2 separate regions of the Mus musculus genome follow, and region 2 is linked to region 1. The links are chromatin contacts, called in public HiChIP or PLAC-seq maps. All regions are on one chromosome and are shown on one strand. Each heading gives the region's core, a stretch centred on a gene start, on an enhancer-like site or on the middle of the called end of the contact. The rest is flanking DNA. Distances are from core to core; before and after follow the strand shown.

Region 1 (3,136 bases), core at 284-2,783:
GTATTTTACTTTTTTTAAATCTTTTTTTTTTTTTTTTTTTTTTTTAACAGTCCAGTCCCCCTCCAGGTCTGCCCTCTGGCAGTTCCTCATCCCATTCCTCCTCCTCCTCCTCCTCCTTTTCCCTCTTCGAGAGGATGCCCCTCCCCCACCCTTCCCCACCAGACCTCCTCACTCCCTGGGGCCTCAAGTCTCTCACTCAGACCAGACCTGGCAGTCCTCTGCTGTACATGTGTCAAGGGCCTCAAGCTAGTGTATGCTGCCTGGTTGGGAGCCACATTTTTTTTTTTTTTTTCAATCAAGCCATACAACAGGGACAGATAGTTTTTAAGTTAGAAAAGTTTCCCTTAAATCCATGGTCTCCTTGGACTAAGGAAATAAAAATTTATTTTCCCTAATAGCAGTAACAGATACAGAAAAAGTCAAGACACAAAGCTAGTAAAAAATATAAAAACATGCTTTAACATACAGCAAAGTTCCTCTGCCCGGAGAAGCTACTGTGTTCTCACTGATAATGCTGTGACTCTTTCATACAACTTCTCGTGCTGTGGTGACCACCAACCCTAAAATCATTTTTGTGATTTCAAGACAATTTTGAAGTAAAACCTGTTATACTTTACAGAACGCTGCCCTATGTCTATAATCAAACACGGATTTTTAAAATTGGGCTAGTGTTTCGTCAAACACATCACCAGTTAGAAAGATTCTTAATAGCTGGGCGTGGTGGCACACACTTAATCCCAGCACTTGGGAGGAAGAGGCAGAGGCAGGCAGATTTCTGAGTTCGAGGCCAGCCTGGTCTACAGAGTGAGCTCCAGGACAGCCAGGGCTGCACAAAGAAACCCTGTCTCGAAAAAAAACAACAACAAAGATTCTTAATTGTACTGTGTGTACACAATTGTTTTCTAAAAATGGTAAAATGAGAATGAATGAAAAAAAAGAATTAGATGAGAAATCGGCAATCAGAGAACTGGTAATATGAGTTACTGGCTGTATGTCTTTGATCATATCATTTGAGTTCCTTGTTTTTCCTCCCTTAAAATGAAAGTGCCAAATTTTACAGCTCTTTTTAGTCACTTGACTACAGAGATCAGTAATAGATGTTCAAAACAATTTAAATGGAATCTTTAAGTGGAATCCCAGCCTGGAAATGTCCTCTTTTTGTTGTTGTTGTTCAGAAAAGCGATCTCCTCAAGGCACTGTAACAGTTCTGGATTTGCAAGGCAACAGCATCTGGTAGCTGTCGAGCCCCCTGGAGCGGTACGCTCTCACAGCCGGAAGTGACGCGTTTTGGTTCCGCGTTTGCCCTCAGCGCTCAGCAGCCTTCACGTAGGCACTCCCCTCACCTGCAAGGAAGCGCGCCCCGTTGCCCCGCCCCAACCGGAAGTCAGGTGTCCCAGGGGCTGACTGGAAACCCTGTCCTGGGCGTACTTTTCCCCAGCTCCTCCCCCTGGTGACGTCGCCGCCCGCCCCTTGACCCTCGCGGCCCCGCCCCCTCGCCTGCCTCCCCGCCTCGCTGCAGTCAGTCTGTCGGAAGGCGATGGAGCGGTCCGAGCCGTTGGCTGTGCTTTCCTGTGAAGAGGCGTCCTGCTCCTCCTGGGGAGCCTGCGGGTGAGAGGCCTGGCCCGGGGCAGGCTGGGCGGGAAGGAGCGGAGGAACGCCGACGCGGGCTCCGTTCTCGCGTTCCGGCGGCTCGGAGCGCGCGGAGGCCACGGGGCCGCGCGGAGCCACAGGGAGCTAGCGAGGTGGCGAACGAGCGAGCGAGCCGGCGGGCGGTGGGTGTGGCGGCGTGGGCGCTGCCCTCGCTGCTCCAGCTCCGCTCCTCTGAGGAGACCGGCTCTTCCCGGGTCGGGTCCAGCATCCTTCCCTCAGGTCACTACTTCTGAGCGGCCAGTCATTCAGGAGAGGGTTGTGGCCCCTGTTGCTTGGCACACTTCCTTCAGCGCCACGGAGCACTATCCTCCTCCAGCCGTGCTCCTTAGGAAAACTGTTCTTGAGAGCTCAAGTCAGGATGAATCCGTTGCAGTGTGGACACCCCGAGAATCCTCTCTGTTTACTACGGGGGTGTTGGAGCGCGGGGCGGGGCCCAAGGTTCCTAGGATTATTTCCCGCTGAGGATCTTGGAGTTTTTCTTTCTCAGCCTGCAAAAATTCCGGGGTTGGGGTCCTGGTATACTCTCTCCAGTGTTTGCGTTAGTTCTCTTTTGGTCATCTTACAGTTAAGAAAGCCCCGCTTGTATCCTACCCAGTATATGACTATTACATACCAAATATAGAAGTGATGGATTTCTTACGTTACTAGCTTTACATTGCACATTGAGACATATACTTCAAGGACTGGATGGAAGTATTGTCTGCCCTGGCCAATGCTGCCAAAATCGACTTAAGAAATATTATTGAATACAAATATCTGCCCCTTAGTTGCTCTTACAGATGATTTGTTATTGTTGTTGTTGTTGTTGTTGTTGTTATTATTATTATTATTATTATTATATTGATTCTGAGGCTGGCTCCAAGTTTGCCAAAGATGGCTTCCTCCCTCCTCGTCTGAATTTCTGAGATTACAAGTATGTGCAATCAGGCGTGACTGTTTTTGAACATATTCTCGAAACAATCATTGAGACAGAGCTTTTTAAGTGTTGGCCATAGCCATTAAGCGGCTGAGCATAACCCCGTTCTCATTTTTAGTCAGAACTTTAATCCACCTAAGTCATTGTGTGTAACATAGAATAGCAAGTGCAATAAAGTGTGTAAAATAGAAACAAAATGATAGGATACTACAGGTTTATATATAGTTTTAGTATATGTTGTGTGAATATGCTGACTTTATTATATGAGGTGCTTACAGTGCAGTTAGTGTCTGGTTGCTCTAAAAATCTCAACAGCAAGCACTGCACATAGCAACAGTTAGTGAAATTAACTTCAACACATTTTAAAACTCTAAGGAAGATGATACCTAAGAAAACATACATTTTGTATGGAAGGACCTTGTCTAAGGGTTTCTATTCTTTTTTGGTTTTTCGAGACAGGGTTTCTCTGAATAGCCCTGGCTGTCCTGGAGCTCACTTTGTAGACCAGGCTGGCCTCCAACTCAGAAATCCGCCTGCCTCTGCCTCCCGAGTGCTGGGACTAAAGGCGTG
Region 2 (3,567 bases), core at 313-2,812, 230 kb before region 1:
TTTCTGCCAATTCATTTAGCTTGATTATAATACACAGGAAGAAACAATATTTTATTGTCATAATCACATACATACATACATACATACATACATACATACATACATACATACATACAGTGAAATACCTAAGTAATAACTTAGACTGAAGGTTCATAAAGCAACACTCACCCCTGCTAGCTGTAATGGAGTCGTTTTATTGATTTTATGAAACATCTAGTACCAAGTTGACTGTAATCTAGTAAGTAATGTCCTTCAGAAGATGATTCAACTAGTCACTGCTATTACCCATGTCCACCCACTTTCACACTGCTGGCCTCCCAGCCTTCAGATCTCCTTGTGATACTCACTTAGTGAGTTTTCACCAAGTTGTGTGATTCCATAATTTGGTTCCCTTCCATCAAAATAGCATTGATATGACTTTTGCCTGAAAATCAGCCCCGTGCCAATCAGCAGAGTTTGTCTTTTGCTACTGCTCTGGGACTCTGACCCTCATGAACACATCCTCTTTTGTCCCACCGTTCTTCCTTTCTGAGATCAGCTTCCTTTTTGATCACACTGCTTTGTTTACTATAGAAAACTAAGATTTTTTTCAAAAGCATATATTTTTTAATTAAATTATTTTATTTACATTCCAAAAGTTGCCTCCCTTCCTGGTCCCCCTCCCCAAATTCTTTACCCCATCCTCCTGCTTCCTTCACTCCACCTCTGAGAGGGTGTTCACCCTCCTGCCCACCCACCCCTACCTCTTCTCTGGGGTATCAAGTTTCCATAGGATTAAACTCATCCCCTCCCACTGGGGCCATCCAATGCAGTTCTCTGCTATACATGTGCCCAGGGCCATGAACCAGCTCATGTATGCTCCTAGGTTTTTGGCTTAGTCTCTGGGAGCTCTGAGGGGTCCAGGTTAGTTGACACTGCTGCAGTCCCCTTCAGCTCCTTCAGTCCTTCCCCATATCTCTTCCATATTGGTCCCCAATCTCGATCTAACGGTTGGCTGTAAGTATCTGCCTTTGTCCCAGTCAGTTGTTGATAGAGCCTCTCAGAGGACTCCTGTCTGCATATACAATATGGTCTCAGTAATAGTGTCAGGAATTGGTATGTGTGCACGGGATGGATCCCAAGTTGGGCCAATCTGGATGGCCTTTCCTTCAGTCTCTACTCCATTTTTGCCTCTCCATTTATTTTAGATAGGAACAGTTCTGGGTTAAAATTTTTGAAGATGGGTGAACAGGCCCCTGCCTTAACTAGGGATAGTGCCTGTCTACTGGAGGTGATCTCTTCCTGTTAAATCTCCTCATTGTTGGGCTAATGTCTTACCCATTGAGTCCAGGTAGCCTCTCACATCCCAGGACTCTGGGACTTTCTAGAGGTTTCTCCTGCTCCCTACTACTCAAAGATTCACATTAGTCATTCTTCTGTGTAACCTCTCCCAGCCTGAAACAGGCTGATCCAGACCTTGACCTTGCTGCCACTGAAGAGATTACCTAGGGTGGAGCCTTCCTGCCTAGATGGCTCTATTGTTCCACCAGAGGCCACTGCACCTCCAAGACACTGCTACCTGCTGAGAGGCCAAGGAGATATTCCAGAGGAACATCCTCTCCTACTGACTGGCTCCAAGAAAGGATTGGTGGGGGATGGGCCTTCCCCCTTATAAGCACACTCAGTAAACTGGCGGGCCTTGAACAGAATCGTGTCTTGGTCTCCATTAATTTCTCTCGCAGTCTAGTCTCTTTCAGCCCCAGCCTGCCTCCCAGGTGTACCCAGTTCAAGTAGGCCGCGGGCTGGTATACAACACTTCTGGCCCTCTGTGTATCCCTCCTTTCTCTCGACATACCTAATCCTGTCCCTCCTTTTCCCCTCCCATCTCCCACCAGGTTCCTTCCTCCCTCTGCCTCCCATAATTGTTTTGTTCCCCTTTTAAGTGAGTTTCAGATATCCATGCTTAGGAATTCCTTCTCTGGTTAACCGTCCTACAATCTGTGAGTTGTATCATGGGTTTTTGGTTAATATCCACTTATACCGTGTATGTCATTCTGGGTCTGGGTTAACTCACTCTAGATGATATTTTCTACTTCCATCCATTTACCTGCAAAATTCATAATGTCTTTGTTCTTGGTAGCTGAAAAGTATTCCATTGTGTAAATGAACCACATTTTCTGTAGTCATTCTTCAGTTGAGGAATATTTGGGTTGTTTCCAGCTTCTGACTATCACCTATAAGACTGCTATGAGTCTTTGTGGTATCAGTGGAGCATCTTTTGGGTTTATTCCCAGGAGTGGTATAGCTAGGTCTTCAGGTAGATCTATTTCCAAAATTCTGAGGAACTGCTAGACTGATTTCCAGAGTAGTTGTACCAGCTTGCAATCCCACCAGCAATGGAGGAGTGTTCCTCTTTCTCCACATCCTTACCAGCATGTAGTGGCCCTTGAGGGTTTTTTTTTGTTTTGTTTTGTTTTTTTAATCTTAGCCATTCTGATTGTGTAATGTAGAATTTCAGGGTCGTTTTGATTTGCATTTCCCTGATGATTAACATTTCTTTAAGTGCTTCTCAGCCATTTGAGATTCCTCTGTTGAGAATTCTGTGTTTAGCTCTGTACCCCAATCTTAAATTGGATTATTTAATTTTTTGGAATTTAACTACTTGAGTTCTTTTTATATTTTGTATATTAGCCTTCAAACACATATAGAGTTAGTGAAGATCTTTCCAAATCTGTAGGTTGCCATTTTGTCCGATTGACAGTGTTCTTTGCCTTATAGAAGCTTTTCATTTTTATGAGGTCTCATTTGTCAATTGTTGATCTTAGAACCTGAGCCATTGGTGTTTTGTTCAGGAAATTTTCCCAGGTTTCCATGCATACGAGGCTATTTCCCACTTTCTCTTCTATTAGATCCAGTTTATCTGGCTTTATGTGGAGGTTCTTGCTCCACTTGGACTTGAGCTTTGTACAAGATAAATATGGATCAATTTGCATTCCTCTACATCCAGATCGACAGTTAGACCAGCAACATTTGTGGAAGATGCTTCCGTTTTTCACTATATGCTTTTGGTTTCTTTGTCAAAGATCATGGGTCCATAAGTGTGTGGGTTTAAGTCTTCAATTCTATTCTATTGATCTATTCGTTTGGTAAAAACAAATATCGTGGAGTTTTGTTGTTGTTGTTGTTTTATCACTACTGCTCTGTGGTACAGCTTGAGGTCAGGGATGGTGATTCCCCAGAAGTTCTTTTATTGTTAAGAATTGTTTTTTCTATCCTGGGTTTTTTTCTTTTCCCTTATGAACTTGAGAATTGTTCTTTCCATGTCTGTGAAGCATTGTGTTGGAATTTTGATGGGGAGTTCACTGAATCTGTAGATTGCTTTTGGTTGGATGGCCATTTATACTGTGATAATCCTTCTGACCCATGGCCTTGGGAGATCTTTCCATCTTCTGAACTTTTCTTCGATTTTTCTTCAGAAACTTGAAGTTCTTGTCATACAGATCTTTCACGTGTTTGATTAGAGTTACACTAAGATATTTTATATTAATTTGAATTTGTGACTGTTATGAAGGGTGTTGTTTCCCTACT

What was found. HiChIP or PLAC-seq counts read pairs in DNA pulled down with a chosen protein or histone mark.
Region 2: a contact with region 1 is called in an H3K27ac HiChIP or PLAC-seq map of embryonic stem cells, with 8 read pairs. The contact joins the enhancer-like site here to the promoter of Uba6 in region 1. A contact is called at or near these places in 1 of 39 promoter capture datasets (liver), 32 of 484 Hi-C or Micro-C datasets (the 3T3-L1 cell line, 3T3-L1-derived adipocytes, CD4 T cells and 19 more), 6 of 115 datasets of contacts at active chromatin or transcription factors (bone marrow-derived dendritic cells, embryonic stem cells and liver) and 2 of 9 other capture datasets (adipose tissue and liver).

Annotation. Positions count from the first base shown.
Region 1 is chr5:86,171,140-86,174,275 of GRCm38.p6, reverse strand. It overlaps Uba6 (ubiquitin-like modifier activating enzyme 6), which reads left to right and starts at 1,533. Exons shown (of 33, transcript NM_172712.2): 1 at 1,533-1,608. The coding sequence starts at 1,538.
Region 2 is chr5:86,405,391-86,408,957 of GRCm38.p6, reverse strand. No RefSeq gene overlaps it. Among named protein-coding and RNA genes, the nearest start is that of Tmprss11d, 34 kb to the right of the region's middle. Within about 2 kb of position 1,562, at least 9 of the 459 cell types and tissues checked have an H3K27ac peak or open chromatin away from gene starts, as enhancers often do. A contact at or near this core is called in embryonic stem cells, where this site is marked.